Regions from separate parts of the Mus musculus genome. Here regions 2 and 3 are each linked to region 1. The links are chromatin contacts, called in public HiCAR-type and promoter capture Hi-C maps. All regions are on one chromosome and are shown on one strand. The core of a region is the stretch at or near the end of the contact, and the rest is flanking DNA. Distances in the headings are between cores, read along the strand shown. Region 1 holds the start of Ttk (Ttk protein kinase). Region 2 holds the start of Hmgn3 (high mobility group nucleosomal binding domain 3). Region 3 overlaps Phip (pleckstrin homology domain interacting protein).

Region 1 (2,700 bases), core at 66-2,565:
CATCTGTGTCATTTCTGGTCTGTTTTAATTGATCCCTTATTCCCCCTCCCCCTTAATAGTTACATTTTCTTGTTTTCAAAGTCTGGTGATTTTTTTTTCAATTACATAAGAGTGTAACGACAACCCTGTTGAGTTTTCTTGTATTTCTATAAATATTACTGAGCTGTGTTCTAGTCTACAGTTAAATTTCATGAAGATAGTCTGATCTTTTTAAGGTTTGCTTTTCAGCTTTTATGCTTGACCAAAAATACTTTAAAGACTAACTTTGCATTAAACCTTCTGTGTCTATAGGTTCTACATTCATGGATTTACTCAACTGTAGATGAGAAAAAAATATGTTTTTCCTGTGTCTCTATTGAACAACTTGTCAATATTTCTTAAGTAACACTATATAACATCTATTTGTATCACTTCTGTATTCAACTGGGTATTACAAATGATGCATAGACGATAAATTTTAAAGTATTCAGGACGCTGGGAGATTTAAATCACATGCCTTTAACCCCAGCCTGTTCTGCAAAGGGAGTCAGTTCTGTGGCAGCAGTGAATACACACACAGTGAGATTCTGCCTCGAAAACAAAAACAAACTAGCTCCCCTCCCCCACCAAAAGAAAATAAATGTATACAGGAATAGAGCATAGGTTGTGTGTACAATGCCTCTTTATTTAAAGACTTGGAATATCCACAGATTTGGGTATCAGCAATTTGTGACAGAGGGCATCACTTACTGAATGAAGATGAGAGATCTGGCTACTGCTGTAGCTTCTTACACAAAGCAAAACTATCAAGAGTAAACCAGAGCAAAAACACAGCATCTGCGCCATTTCTCGCCCATGAAACCGTTCCCCTGGACCACACAGTCTGCTAGGGGAGCTGGGTACCATTGAGAAAGCCTAGAGAAGCGTTTCTCCTAAGAGCAGCTGAGCTCATAACTGAGACAGCATCACGGGGATGGGGGCGGGGGGGGGGAATGGTTCGGAGAAAGGAGCTCAGCCAGGATGTCCCGACAGGGAGGGGACCAGAATTCTAACAAAGAGAAGGGCGGGTCTTGGGTTGAAGGCGAGGCCAGGGCTCCCTGGAGGGTAGTGCAAGGTCCAGCGGGAGAGCACCAAAGAAAAAGACCCTGACCCCTGACCGTACAGGCGCAGGTCAGCACGGCGAGCGCGTCGGCAGCTGCGGGTAACTCCCCGGGCCGCTTGAAGTGGGTGGGTCCGGCCTCAACGCAGGAGGGGCGGTGCGACGCAAGGAGCCAATCACGGCCCACGCTTCCACGTGGCGAGCCGTAACCAATGAGAGGTAGCGGGGAAGGCAGCGGGGAAATTTCAAACGTGTTTCCGGAGAGGGGTTGGGGTGCTGCTGTTTGGGCTGCAGCTTGGCTTTCAGAGGTGGGTGCATCAGAGCGGGCATGGCAGAGAGGCTGCGGCCGGCGGGAGGCTGCTGGGTGACGAGGGTGGCGGCGAGCGAGCTGGCGCTTGAGCCCCCGGCCAGGCGGGCGGGTACGGCCTGTAGGTCCTGGGCTGCTGGTGGGGGAGCAGGGCCCAGAAGCGGGTGCGCCGTGCGGGTCAGGACTGATTGTGTAACTCTCAAGACCTGCCCCCGTGGGTGGCTGTGAGCTGGGAGGAGGTGGGGAACCCCTTGCTCCCCTCCTTTGGGCCCATTTTTATTGTTAACACTCCGCGGTGGCTCTGAGCTTTAGTTACTGCGTTGTGGAGAATGGCAGACAGAGTGACAGAAAGCCTGCAGACTGTGGGCTATTAACCAACACATTCATGCAGATAACCGGAGCGCCTGGGCTCCAGTACTGTGACAAGTACCTCGATGCTTGCATTAGAAGGATAAAAGCACAAATCAGGGCTTTGTCTGGGACAAACTTCTGAAAGTCGCTTATCTGTAGAAGGATGCAGAATGCGCGCAATGTCAATATTTACTCTGGCAGGGTAGGCGACCAAAGGGACAACTTATTGTCATTACCAAACGGATTCCTTACGTTCCGTAGGTGAAAGAAAGACATTCAGTGAAATGAAGTTTTCAAAGGCGTCAGCTGGACGTGGTGGTGTATCTATGTACAGCTAGTGCTTGGGAGATGTAAGGAGATAAGCTGCAGAATCAGAGAGAGCAAGGCCATCCTAGGCTACTTAACACCCTTACTCAAAACACAAAAGCGTCATGAGAGCATTATCTTCCAGGTTCACACAGTGTAACCTCAATGCTGTTTCATACTGGGAAGAATAGATGTTTTTGGTTCGTTGAAACTTTGTTCTGGTAAATTACAAGCTATGTCCTTGTGGGTTTTGTTGCTCTGGTTTGATTTAGTTGCCACTAACACTTACCTCATAACAGTTACATTTAGATAGATATGTTTACAAAACTAATGTTCTATCTTATTTATTCCAAAGACGAGTTACAATTTAGAAATGGAGGCTGAAGAGTTAATTGGCAGCAGTGTGACGATTGATTCCATCATGAGCAAAATGAGAGATATTAAAAATAAGATAAATGAAGACTGTACTGATGAGCTAAGCTTGTCTAAAATCTGTGCCGATCACACGGGTGAGTTTTTTCTTTGCTTAAAAAAGCAAACAAAAACCTAAAAAAAAAAAAAAAAAAACCGTTGAGAGCCTCCGAGTTGAAGGTGAGCAGTGTTAACCACCTTGTGTGGCCTAATGAAGTTGTTTCTGTTTTTCTCAGTAAGTGATGGT
Region 2 (2,700 bases), core at 33-2,532, 690 kb before region 1:
AATACATTTTAAAGGAGTGGAGTTGTTTATAATAAAATTCTTAGTGACGATGCATAAGGAAGCAAAAGCTTCTAAAAATTTTAAAGCTTTGATAGTTTTAAATAAAGCAACCACACACACACACAGTGCACAGTCTTCGGGAGAAAACGGTATTAACCAAGTTTCAACTTTAATGGCCAAGATGGTTGACTTGGGTCCTTTGGGCAGGTGGCAGGAAGGTTTTTTTCTTAGGACGCAATCCTCACACATCGCTTTTCTCTGGGAGGGGTAGAAAAATATCTGCCCTTCCTTCACCAGTCCAATGACAAGTCGAAGCCCCACCCTGAGGGAGCTGTGTGGCCCCACGTGTGGCTCATGACGTCCCTGCGCGGAGGGGACACAACCCACCAGGGGCAAAGGAGAGACTAAAAAGACCTCGGTTCCCTGCCTGGCCAAGCGTGGGGTCGTGGGTGGGACAGTGGCAGGGGCTTGGTGGCCCCTGACCTTGGCAGGGTCAGTGAGCTTGGCACCAGTCCCCTTCTTTGCAGCCTACCCGGCGCTGCGCACTGCCCCGCCCGCCCTCGCGGCTGGTGATTGACACCGGAGTGGGTACATACGGGTCCGCGGCGCAGCAGGGCTGGCGTAGGGAAACATGGCTTTCCCTCTCCCGGCCTTCCGCCCGCATCGCGCTCGCCCAGGGCACGGCCCAGGGGACACTCCGGACCCCGCCTAGCTCCTCTGAGTGCTTCCACGTTTTTCGATTTCCCTGGCCCGGGAGACTCCTCTCATTGCTTTCCCTCCACCCTGAGAACAACCTGAGTTTGCCAAGAGGAAACTCCTGCGAGGGGGATGGATACCCGCCCTGGCTGCTGGCAAGAGATGGAAACCATTCCAAGCAGGAGTTGATGGAGAGGGGAGGACGTCCCTGGAGGGAAAGTAACACTCAGAGCTCCGTGCGGGGCGAGCGAGGTCAGCAACAGGCATTTGCAGAAGGAGCGGGCAGCGGCCGTGCCCAGCGCCTGAGTTATTAGGCGCATCGCCGCGTTCATCGCAGCGCAGGGGGCTTACTCCAAACACACTCGAGGGCCTGCGAGCAGGGTTTTTTTTTCCCCCTTTACAGGACTTACCTTTCTCTTCGGCATAATGACTACGTTGGTGCAGCAAAAAAAGTAAAGCAATGTTCTGGGCCGCCTGGCACACTGCTGGATGCTGCCTGGCCGCTGCTGCTACTCCCGCAATGGGCTCGGCTAGCCCGGCCTCTCCGACCTGCACCTCCGCTTCCTCCCCCGGCGCTCCACTCGCTCGCATCCCGGTCCCCCAATGGCGAGCCCTGCCAGCCAGCCGCGAGGCCCCATTGGCTAAGAGAACGTTCTAAATTCCACGAGGGCACGCCCACCCCCGTTCACCCGGTACGCGCAGTTGTAGTTTCCACTTCACTGGGAAAAAAAAAAAAAATCTGCCTGGCGACTGAGCATGCCCAGTTCAACTAGTATCCTTCAGGCTGCACTAACTTGGAGTTTCATTGTTTGACGTGCCTTCTTTGGATTAAACCATTGTGCATCTTCATAGGAAAAAAAAGTTTAGTATTAAGTAATGCTGGGTTAACTTTATAAAGTAAATAGGGCCACGGGGTGCCTTGTACAATTGTTACTTATAAAAGCTTGTAACGGGTGTTCATGGTGCGGGTCTATACAGGGTAGGAAGGTCTGTTCTGGAAGAGTTTCCACAGTTTCTAAGGTTCTCAGTTCCATCTCTAGCAAATACCATCCCCCATCCCCATAGTTCCTTGGTCTAATTGTTTTGTTTTTTGTTTTTCTTTAAGTCTGTGTTACAAGTCATATATGAATTCAGCCAATTATTCAGCTATGTGTGAATAATTGTTATAATTGATATAAATGTTTGTTGTGGAAACTAAGGGGAAATCGAGAAATGTAGGAACAAATAAATCACTTATATATTAAATATGTACATTTAAACGACACCTGCCAGGTTACCATTTTGTGTATAGTGTAATGTTTCTCGACATTCCGCAAAGAATTGCAAAATACATTATCTGAATTTATTTAAGACCGGTTTTATCCTGACTAAAGACCTCAGACCCGGGAGGCTGGGGGGGGGGGGATTTTTTGGTCAACATCCTTCATAAACATAGGCACAAAGACACAGACAAAATTTTATCAAATCAAATTCAACAACATTTTTAAAAAGCTAATACATAACCAGGGGAGTTGAACCTGGGAACACAGGATTCGTTCTGTGAATCAAATCATCCTGAAAATCAATCAGTGTGATCATAGCACTGATTCTATTATAATTATATAATATGATATATAATTATATTATGTTTATTATAGCACAAAGCTATAATCGGGACTGTGACCATCTCAAGGGCTGCAGGGGGAATGCTAGGGAATGGGTGAGCAAGTCATGATAAGTCTACAGTAGAATATTACTCTGTGATCAAAGAAATAAGTTTTCCCTGATGAGATAAATAACAAAAGAAAAATGCTAAATGGAAGTCAATACAAGACACTATACTGGGTGGTTTTGTTTATATGAAATTCCAGGAAAAACAAAGCAAACTAAGCAAGATTAGCCCGAGAATCATTTACAAGCCAAAAGACATCTTAGGAAACTGCTCTAAAGCCTTACACTGTGTAGTGGCTATTCCTGGTTGTCAACTTGACAATATTTGGAATGAACTACAATCCGGAATTGGAA
Region 3 (2,700 bases), core at 76-2,575, 970 kb before region 1:
GAAAGTGTCCACGGAACAGTAAAGAAGGTCCGATCAGTATGTACAAAAGAAAGAGCCTGCTACCGTGGAGCAAGGCTGCCACTTATGACACGGTGCTCCAGGTCTAGAAGAAATAAAACAACATCCGTAAAGCTAAATAATTTTAAAAACTCTGTCACTTATTACATACAACAGATCTGCTTGTGTTTAACATTGCTTTCTGTACAAAATAAACATAATTTTAATTTGAAATGTGTCAGTTACAACATTAACCCTTTAGGTCAGTTGCTTTTTAAAATTGAGCTATATTTAGACCTCTAAATATCCCATGGTGGGATTAAGTAGTTTTCTTAATAACTTTTTAAGACCTGTCTCTTCTTGCTGTTTCAATATGGTCTAAAAATGTAACATTGTATCTTACTTTTAAATTTATTGTTGTGATAAACCAACACACACATCCTTGAAAGTAATCAGCATGTGTATCTGCATGTAAGTGCATGTACTATAATACAATCCTGAACCTATCTTCTTAGTTCTTTAAATGTAGAAACTCATCCATATACTACTATGTATTTGGTTTGTGCCATATAAGGTTAATTTCCTGATTTTTTTTATCTGCATTAAAAAAGTATTTCAAAACAGAGCTATTGAAACTAAAAAATATATTTATAGCTCAGATAATCTACTCACTGTACTTGTGTGGGTTGATCTCCAGAGCGCTCAAAGTGGTACTTACAGTCTTCTGACTCAATTAGACCTCCTCCTGGAGTACTGTACATAGTTGAGAATGTCTTTTCATTTGGATCATTTTGATAATTATAATTAAAAACAAAATAGTTTCTTAGTAGATGCATTAATTTTAGTTGAAGTCATCTAAAAATCATTTTTTTGGATGGAAACAAAAGGTGTACTTTTCCCAATTTTTAACCTAAGACAACTTACTGCCTAATTAAGCTACTACTGTTAGCAGTATCTTCTGGATAATATGGGGCTAATGCATTCTAAATAAAAGCAATCTCCACCCTATTCACTTTTAAAATACTGTACACCTCCTGCATATAGGATGAACATTGGTAATAGCCCTTTAGTAACTCAAGTATCTTGGTCCTTTCAACCTACTCAAAAATAAACTTCACGCAAACAAAATATTAAAATCAGTTTGTTTTCTTAGATAGAAAGCTTGAAACCACATACTTTTAACTTACATTGGAGAGAAGCTTATAGATAGCTATGATGATACAAAATGGAATGTCAAAATAAAACACTGTCAACTGAAACTAACTGTGTGAACGCTGCTAACATCATGCAGGGCTGAACTTTATCTCAATAACCCTTGAAGGTTCCAGTTAGTCTACTACACTACAGCCAAGAGGCAGTTCTGTTAATGATTATGTATGAGAATGTTTGCTGTTCACTGTCCTACGTAAGTCATTTTCAAGTGAAACTGCTTCCAGTCAATCAATCATGTATCTCCGATGTGGCCTAACTATCTGACAAATGTTCCATAGCTATCTAATTAGAGTATGACAATTCTTTAGTAACCCACCAACCTTTAGTTGTAGTGAAACACTGCAAAACAACAATGGAAATAAGGCCCTTAATTATCTGTTTATGCAGAAGACAAAGACCTCTCTAGAGAGACTGTGAGGGGTGAGACCTTTGGATGCTACATCTCTACTTCCAAAGGCTGGGAGACTGCAATTAGACTGAGTCTTTAAACTACTCCTGTGACAACACTGAAACTTCTACTAAACTTGGGCTTCGTGAAGTCAGGATAGTATAACAATATGGTTGAATATTAGAAATATAAACTGAGGCTTTTTGGTATTGCTGCTTTTATAGCCCTAGTCTTGAACTTGGTTTGCCATTAAAGGTTAACTTTGAACTCTTGGATGTTCCTGTCTCCATGTCCCAAATGCTGGGATTATAGGCATGGACCACTCAACTCAGCCTGAAAACTGGTATCTATGTTCCATGTACATAATAAATTTCCTTTCTGATAAACGAGATGTTTCTTACTGCATACCTAAGTGAGCGCTAACAACTCCTTCTGACGTACAAACAGTACATACAGGATGTTACTGTTGCAAAGAGGAGACTTTTCCAAGCAGTAAAACAAACCAAAACATGATGATTTAAAGTTCATAATTTATCTTCTGCAATGTACAGAAGCTAAATTATAAAAATATAACATCTGTAACTGGTATTAATATATCTTAAGTTTTCAGTTACAAATAATGCAATCCAAGTCATTTTACTTTACTAAGAAACCATTGTCTAAAAATGTCCAAATACGGTCATGAATACACAGTGTCTTTAACACAGAAATGTTCTATTTCCTTGTTATAAGAGAGATGGAGATCACTGCTCAGAGGTTGGAACTCTCTGTGCCCCATTCTAGAGGTCCTCCACACTAAGACTGTGCGCACTTCCTTATATTGAACACACCTTATAACTACATTTATTTATAAAAATGGATTTTAGTCTAATTTTCTACTACAATGCAGATAACATCAGGAAATTACATTTCTCAAATAGATTCCCTTCAAAAGTAACTAATTACTTTAATGACTTAAATTTCCAATGTACACACTATCATTTTCAGTAATGGTGAAATCGACTCATTTTTCTATAACATCATCCGTTTCTGCATTATGAAGAGTAACTACTTAATTTTAATTATATAGTTCAATATATTTGTTAGAAAAAAATAAATGTACA

Evidence for each region. Promoter capture Hi-C pulls out the DNA fragments that hold promoters and counts their contacts. HiCAR-type assays count read pairs that join an accessible place to other places.
Region 2: a contact with region 1 is called in a HiCAR-type map of astrocytes, with 2.2 times the contacts expected there. The contact joins the promoter of Hmgn3 here to the promoter of Ttk in region 1. A contact is called at or near these places in 1 of 39 promoter capture datasets (the C10 cell line) and 1 of 115 datasets of contacts at active chromatin or transcription factors (astrocytes).
Region 3: a promoter capture Hi-C map of liver shows a contact between it and region 1, with 2.1 times the contacts expected there. The contact joins the enhancer-like site here to the promoter of Ttk in region 1. A contact is called at or near these places in 5 of 39 promoter capture datasets (the C10 cell line, the HPC-7 cell line, embryonic stem cells and 2 more), 1 of 115 datasets of contacts at active chromatin or transcription factors (large pre-B cells) and 1 of 9 other capture datasets (embryonic stem cells).

The regions. Positions count from the first base shown.
Region 1 is chr9:83,833,374-83,836,073 of GRCm38.p6, forward strand. It overlaps Ttk (Ttk protein kinase), which reads left to right and starts at 1,316. Exons shown (of 22, transcript NM_009445.2): 1 at 1,316-1,386; 2 at 2,398-2,551. The coding sequence starts at 2,416.
Region 2 is chr9:83,145,325-83,148,024 of GRCm38.p6, forward strand. Hmgn3 (high mobility group nucleosomal binding domain 3) reads right to left here and starts at 1,283. Exons shown (of 6, transcript NM_026122.4): 1 at 1,107-1,283. The coding sequence starts at 1,121.
Region 3 is chr9:82,866,551-82,869,250 of GRCm38.p6, forward strand. Phip (pleckstrin homology domain interacting protein) reads right to left here. Exons shown (of 40, transcript NM_001081216.1): 40 at 1-2,700. Among named protein-coding and RNA genes, the nearest start is that of Gm38553, 15 kb to the left of the region's middle. Within about 2 kb of position 1,326, at least 6 of the 459 cell types and tissues checked have an H3K27ac peak or open chromatin away from gene starts, as enhancers often do. A contact at or near this core is called in liver, where this site is marked.